Regions from separate parts of the Triticum aestivum genome. Here region 1 is linked to region 2. A link is a contact called in public Hi-C data. All regions are on one chromosome and are shown on one strand. Each heading gives the region's core, a stretch centred on a gene start, on an enhancer-like site or on the middle of the called end of the contact. The rest is flanking DNA. Distances are from core to core; before and after follow the strand shown.

The links. A called contact is a pair of places that touch in the nucleus more often than the background predicts.
Region 1: a Hi-C map of leaf shows a contact between it and region 2, with 3 times the contacts expected there. The contact joins the promoter of LOC123138380 here to the promoter of LOC123134610 in region 2. A contact is called at or near these places in 2 of 5 Hi-C or Micro-C datasets (both in leaf).

Annotation. Positions count from the first base shown.
Region 1 is chr6B:628,627,230-628,630,312 of IWGSC CS RefSeq v2.1, reverse strand. It overlaps LOC123138380 (universal stress protein PHOS32), which reads left to right and starts at 1,404. Exons shown (of 5, transcript XM_044558347.1): 1 at 1,404-1,593; 2 at 1,669-1,848; 3 at 1,969-2,078; 4 at 2,200-2,318; 5 at 2,419-2,791. The coding sequence starts at 1,671. The coding sequence ends at 2,509. LOC123138379 (putative D-cysteine desulfhydrase 1, mitochondrial) reads right to left here. Exons shown (of 10, transcript XM_044558345.1): 10 at 3,029-3,083.
Region 2 is chr6B:628,069,481-628,072,468 of IWGSC CS RefSeq v2.1, reverse strand. LOC123134610 (temperature-induced lipocalin-1) reads right to left here and starts at 1,570. Exons shown (of 2, transcript XM_044553829.1): 1 at 1,098-1,570; 2 at 549-1,006. The coding sequence starts at 1,463. The coding sequence ends at 824.

The DNA.
Region 1 (3,083 bases), core at 155-2,654, 560 kb before region 2:
CCCGCTTCAAAAGGGTAAATCAAGCTAGTGAGCTTTCCCACAATGCGCACCACTATCTATCTAGTCTAGTTTCTATCTCTATATTTAAATCTATATCTTTATCTCTATATCTATGTCTTTATCTCTATACCTAATCACTATATCTCCATCTCTATATCTATATTATTATTATTATCATCATCATCATCATCATCATCATTATTATTATTATTATAAACTTAGAAAATGAACGCGCATACCTGGCGAACGTTCGCCGGGGCCAGCATGGCAACCGAACGGGGGAGGTGGCAGTTTTTACTGCGTTTTGTTGTCTCAAGAAAATATTGCCTTTAGAAGTGAGGGGTGGCAGTTCTTTCAAGGGGCTTTTTTTATTGCGAAAGCTGCCATCCATCGGATGGAGATTGGGCAACGTCGCAACGTCAGCCAGATAAGATTTCCGTAGAAAATGCACAAGGTTCCTTCTGCAGAACTGTTCGTCCAACCTTACATATGTTTCCTCCTCCCTCTTTCTTTTGATTTTTCCTCCTCTCATCTCTAGTTTTTTTTCATCGGTTTTACTTGAAAGTTATCTTAACTGTCTTACCTTTTATTGACCATTTTTATATTATTTTTTTTAATAAGCCAATAAGTTCTTACCAAATAAGTGATTGTCCAATAGCGAACCAACCTGCGGTTGAGATGGTTAGGTGGATAGTGGTATCCCCAACCCACCAGGGTTCAAATCCTGGTGCTCGCATTATTCCTGGATTTATTTCAGGATTTCCGGCGATGCGCTTTCAGTGGGAGGAGACGTTCCCGTCGACGACGAGGCGCCTACGGTGACTTCGTAACTCTCAAGATGATATGCCGGCTCAGTCTCTCGGAGGTGCTCATAGGGGTGAGTGTATGCGCGTGTATATGAGCGCTTGTGTCTGTACTGATGCTAAAAAAAAGTGATTGTCCAATAAAATCCTAAGATTTATTTAGATGGGTAAATTAATGGCAGGATCTGATAAACATTTATTTATACAATCAAATTAATATGGAAAGATTAATCACGGGAACATAGTATAATATTTATATCCTATTGCATCGCATGTGCAGAAAATAACAAAACCAAACAACACGATGCTCCGCCCGGCCGCCCCCGGTTTTTGCAAAAAGCCCATAGATTTCCAAACCACGCCACCAAAATCTCCAAAACCTCTACGCCACATTTAAAACGGCCGAAAACTACAGTTGGAAACATTATTTGTTTCCAGCCGGAGTTTTACTAAACTTGGACGGAGCGGTTCCGTTCCCTTCCCGAGCTTTCCAGATAGCCGGAGAGCCTTCTGGACCTCGATCTACCATCATAGCTTTGCCCATCTGGCAAGGACCCAACAGCCGTGAGAAAAAGGAAAGAATCCATCAGAGCAACAGTTTTGCTCCAAGGAATAAAGCCACCACCCCGCCCCCCTCTGCCCAAAAAGGCGAATAAAACCAAAAGCCAACCTAGTCTGCAACTTCGCGATCATCAGGGGCTATTTTGCTGTACACCATCCAATCCAACCACCTTAAATACCGCTGATTGGGGCACAATCCTTAACCCAGAAATAGCACTGCTGCACATTGGTTAGTGCCTCCTCTCCCAACACCTCCTCTTTGCTCACAGCTTCCTTCAACACCTTCGTCCAGAAACTCTCGCAGACATGGCGGCCGGGAAGCGCACCATCGGCCTCGCGATGGACTACTCGCCGTCCAGCAAGGCGGCGACGAGGTGGGTGGTCGAGAACCTGGTGAAGGCCGGCGACCGCATCATCCTCATCCACGTCCTACCCAAGGGAGCAGACGCCAGCCACAAGGGCCTCTGGAAGAGCACCGGTTCACGTATGTGTCCAGACTCCAGACACTGAATCCTCTGTTCTGTTGTGTAGCACACTCGACTCTTTTCTGTTTCGCTATGATTGCAACTGACACCATCGTTTGTGTTTTTACCTGCGACTGAAGCTCTGATCCCTCTGCTGGAGTTCATGGAGATGAACGTGCAGGCGCGGTACGGGGTCAACCCGGACAAGGAGGTGCTGGAGATCCTGCAGGCTGAGTCCAAGTCCAAGCAGGTAATAGCCTACATCAACTACTGAATTGTCCATACAATTATCTATGTTGAATTCATAAGGCCAGTTCAGGCAATGAAAATGTGCTGCTAATTAGAGATCGATCCCATGTTGGTTGGATCAGGTGGAAATACTGGCAAAAATATACTGGGGTGATGCAAGGGAGAAACTTTGTGAGGCAGTAGATGATCTCAAGGTCGACTCTGTTGTGCTTGGTTGCAGGGGATTAGGGCCCTTAAAAAGGTAGAACATCTGAAACTTTTGTCGAGTAAACTATGAGGATCTAGTAAATGGCTAATCAGAGTTTTCTCATATTTCTACATCTCCTTGGACCTTGATGCAGGGCACTCCTTGGAAGCGTCAGCAACTATGTTGTCAACAATGCAACCTGCCCCGTCACAGTGGTGCGCGGACCAAATGGATCACTTGCTTGAAGATGTCACTTCTGGAATGATGGGCTAGCTTGCGTGTTCATTGGTCCGTCAGCATAGGTGCAAATGGTGCTATTTAAGAGGATAGTGATATTTGCCTCTTTGGATTTCCTGGCTATCCTTGTAGTGCAAATTCAGTGTGTTTTCATCTGTTATATTCTAGTTATACTACATTTCTGTTGTTTCTTACATACTATTTGTAAGAAAAAATGCCTACAGACTTGTTCAGTTGTTTATTTTCGTTTATGTGAATGACTAGGCAGGCCCACCAAAGTTGAATGGTTACTCAAGTTTCTGAAGAGCATCTAAAAGTGAAAGTTTCTTTTATATACAAAATTCTTTCGGTTGCTTCTCAATGAAACCCAGCAGAAGCTGGGACCTGTTAGTTGGCAGTTGATGTATACCATCAGAATGATCGGGCATAAGCACCTACTGCTAGGAAGGTCTTTCTGGAATATCCAGGCCTGTATTTTTATATAAATATACACAAGATTACATAGCACTAAAAAGAAACAAATGGCATTTAAATATAAATACAAATAGCTAAATTTCAAATGGCGGAAAGATGCACTTTATT
Region 2 (2,988 bases), core at 321-2,820:
CGAGAAAGATGTTTGATGTGTCTTTCATTTATATGTCTTGAACTTTACTTTGCATTTTGAACTTGGTTGGATGAACTTGTGGGTATGAACTTGTGGGCATGAACTTGGTTGGAAGATGTTTGTGACAAATTTCACATGTTCATTGCATTTTGATAATTGTTTCAAATTCATTTTGAAGCTAAGTCGCGCGCGCTGTATTTTTGCGCGCTGCTGGAGCGTCACGCGCGTGCTGCATTATAGCGCGGCTGCTGGAGCCAGCGCTCGCGGCCGCGCTAAACCAGCCAAAGCGCACGCGGCAAACAAGTTTTTTGCGCGCGGCGCATAGCACGGCTGCTGGAGATGCTCTTATGGCCCGCCTAGTCGTACTCTATGCGAAAAAGAAGCGGACGTTCATCGGGGCTGTCGGCTATACTACATCAAAGTGCAACAACCAAGACAACAAACACACCACAGTCCGCGACCATCATGAAAACAAACTCTGGACGTCCACAGACCTTCCAGCCCTGTCAACGCCATTACAGGCAAAACAGAGTAGACACCAGGATCCATCACACCAAAGCATCACCCAGCCTGAAGCCGAGCAAGCAAGCATGCGCTATTCTGAATCCGAGCAAGCAACAGTCTTGATAATTCTTAGGTAAGAACACGGCCAGACCTCACCCGACAAACAGATTATTCTGCAGATCATATACTCACTACAGTTCGACACAAACAAGCAAAACATATTCATATTCCCTGCAGCGACGAACATACTAGATTGAACTGTACAAGGCAGACCAGCTGGTGCTACTGCATCTCTGCTTCTGCGAGCGAGCGGCACCTACTACTTTCCAAAGAGAGATTTGATCCACCACAGGCCGCCGTCCTTGGGGGCATCCTGGCTCTCCGGCGTCGGCTCCGGGTGCGGCGTCTTCCGGAGTTTGCTCACGTCGTACCCTTCCTCCTTGGCCCTCTCCACCAGCTCCTTGTACATGCCCTCGTCCATCTGCGGCTGCCTGCACAAGATCTACACACACCGATACACCCACATCATGGCAGAGATTAGATTGGTTATCGATCTACCACCACCAGCACCGCAATTCAATCGAATTACGTACCCAGAGGTAGTTCCTGGAGGGCTGGCCGACGAGCGCGTACTGATAGGCGTCGTCGATGTGGAGCACCCAGTAGTCGCCGATGACGGGGAAGACGGGGAGGAAGGGGGGCACGTAGAACCTGACCTTGAGCTTGGCCTCGTCGCTGGCGGGGTTGGCGCGGAAGGCGGTGCCCTCGATGTGGCCCCGGCGGCCGTCGGTCCAGGTCTCGTTCAGCACCTTGACGGCGCCGTCGGGGCCGAGCGTGTAGGTGGCGCGCGTGTTGGCGCCGTCCTTGGGCTGGAACCGGGACGGGAAGCACGCGATCTCGTACCACCGGCCCATGTACCGCTCCAGGTCGAGGTTCCGCACCACCTTCATGGCCGCCATAGGTTGTGCGTGCGTGAGGGGGCTCGGGGGAGGGGAGGAAGCGAGGGCGGCGTGGGTTGAGGAGAGACGGCGATAGGGATGGATGCAAAGTGGGGTTTGGAGAGGGGATAGGGATGGTGCTGGCAATAAAGGCTGGTGCGGGAGACGTGGAGGGCTGTGGGCGATACGTTGGGACCAAGATTAAAGTCGCCGTTTGAAGTCACACCGTTTGCTCTTTTTTTCTTAGGCAAGTCGCACCGTTTGCTCATTTTTTCTTAGGCAAGTCACACCGTTTGCTCCATGGCAGCTGGACACAAGGACGAATCCTATTTGCCGTCCGTGTGCGGTAAATAGATGAGTCTTCGCTGAAGGTTTTTAAGTACTAATGGTCCTTTTGGGACGGCTTCACCTGGAAAACAGGGCAAGAGGTGAGCAATACGGGAGCCCGTCCTTGTTGATGCATTAGGACAAGAGGTGAGCAATACGGGAGCAACTGCGCCCTCCGTCTCAAAAATTTTGCCTTAGATTTACCTAAATACAGATGTATCAAGTCACGTTTTAGGATTTTGAGACGGAGGGAATACCTGAGAAGCGCTCGTTGGGGAGCCCCCAAGGTTCACTTGGGTGGGCTGAGGGCGCGCCACTTAGCGTGCTCTAAGCTGCTGCTACGTGTCATGTTTCCGGCGCTCCCTTTGGATTTTATTTTTTATTTATTTTTCCGCACGCATTTCATTCCAACCGGTTTTGGCCCGAACATTTTTTGAAATTGTGAAAATAAAATAAAATGATGAACATTTTTTCTATAAATTCATGAACATTCTGCTAAATTGTGGACATTTTTTGAAATCATGAACATTAACTGGAAAACTGAACATTTATAACTTCATGAACATTTTTTTTAAACCATGAATACTTTTTAAATTAATGACCACATTTCCAAAAAATTATCATTTTTAAAATTTATGACATTCTTTTTACAAATTCGTGAACATTCTCATAAATCATGAGCATTTTTTTGATATTGTGTACATTGTTAAAATTCATGAACAATTTTTCAAAATTGTGAACATTTTTTTACAAACTCTTCAACATTCTTAAATCATGAACATTGTTTGAATTTGTGAATATTTTTTGAAATCATGAACCTTTTTTAAAAAATTCATGAAAATTTTATTAAATCGTGAACATTATTTGAATTTGCAGAATTTTTTTTGAAATCATGAACATTTTTTAAAATTCATGAAACAATTTTTATAAATTCATGAACATTCTCTTAAATCGTGAACATATTCCCGGTCATTTATTTTGAAATCACGAACATTTTATGAATTCATGATTTTTTTGTCAAAATTTGTAAATTTTGAAAATTTAGAACTTTTTGATATCCCAAATTATTAAAAAAACAGGAAACAAAAAGGGAACGTTCCAGCCCACACATGGGCCACCCAAAAGGGCGCGCGGGGGAGGGGGTGCGCCCGAGGCTGGTTTCTTGTATGCAGGTCGCCGAATAGGATTTTGGCTTGTTGATTCATTGGGATGAGATGGC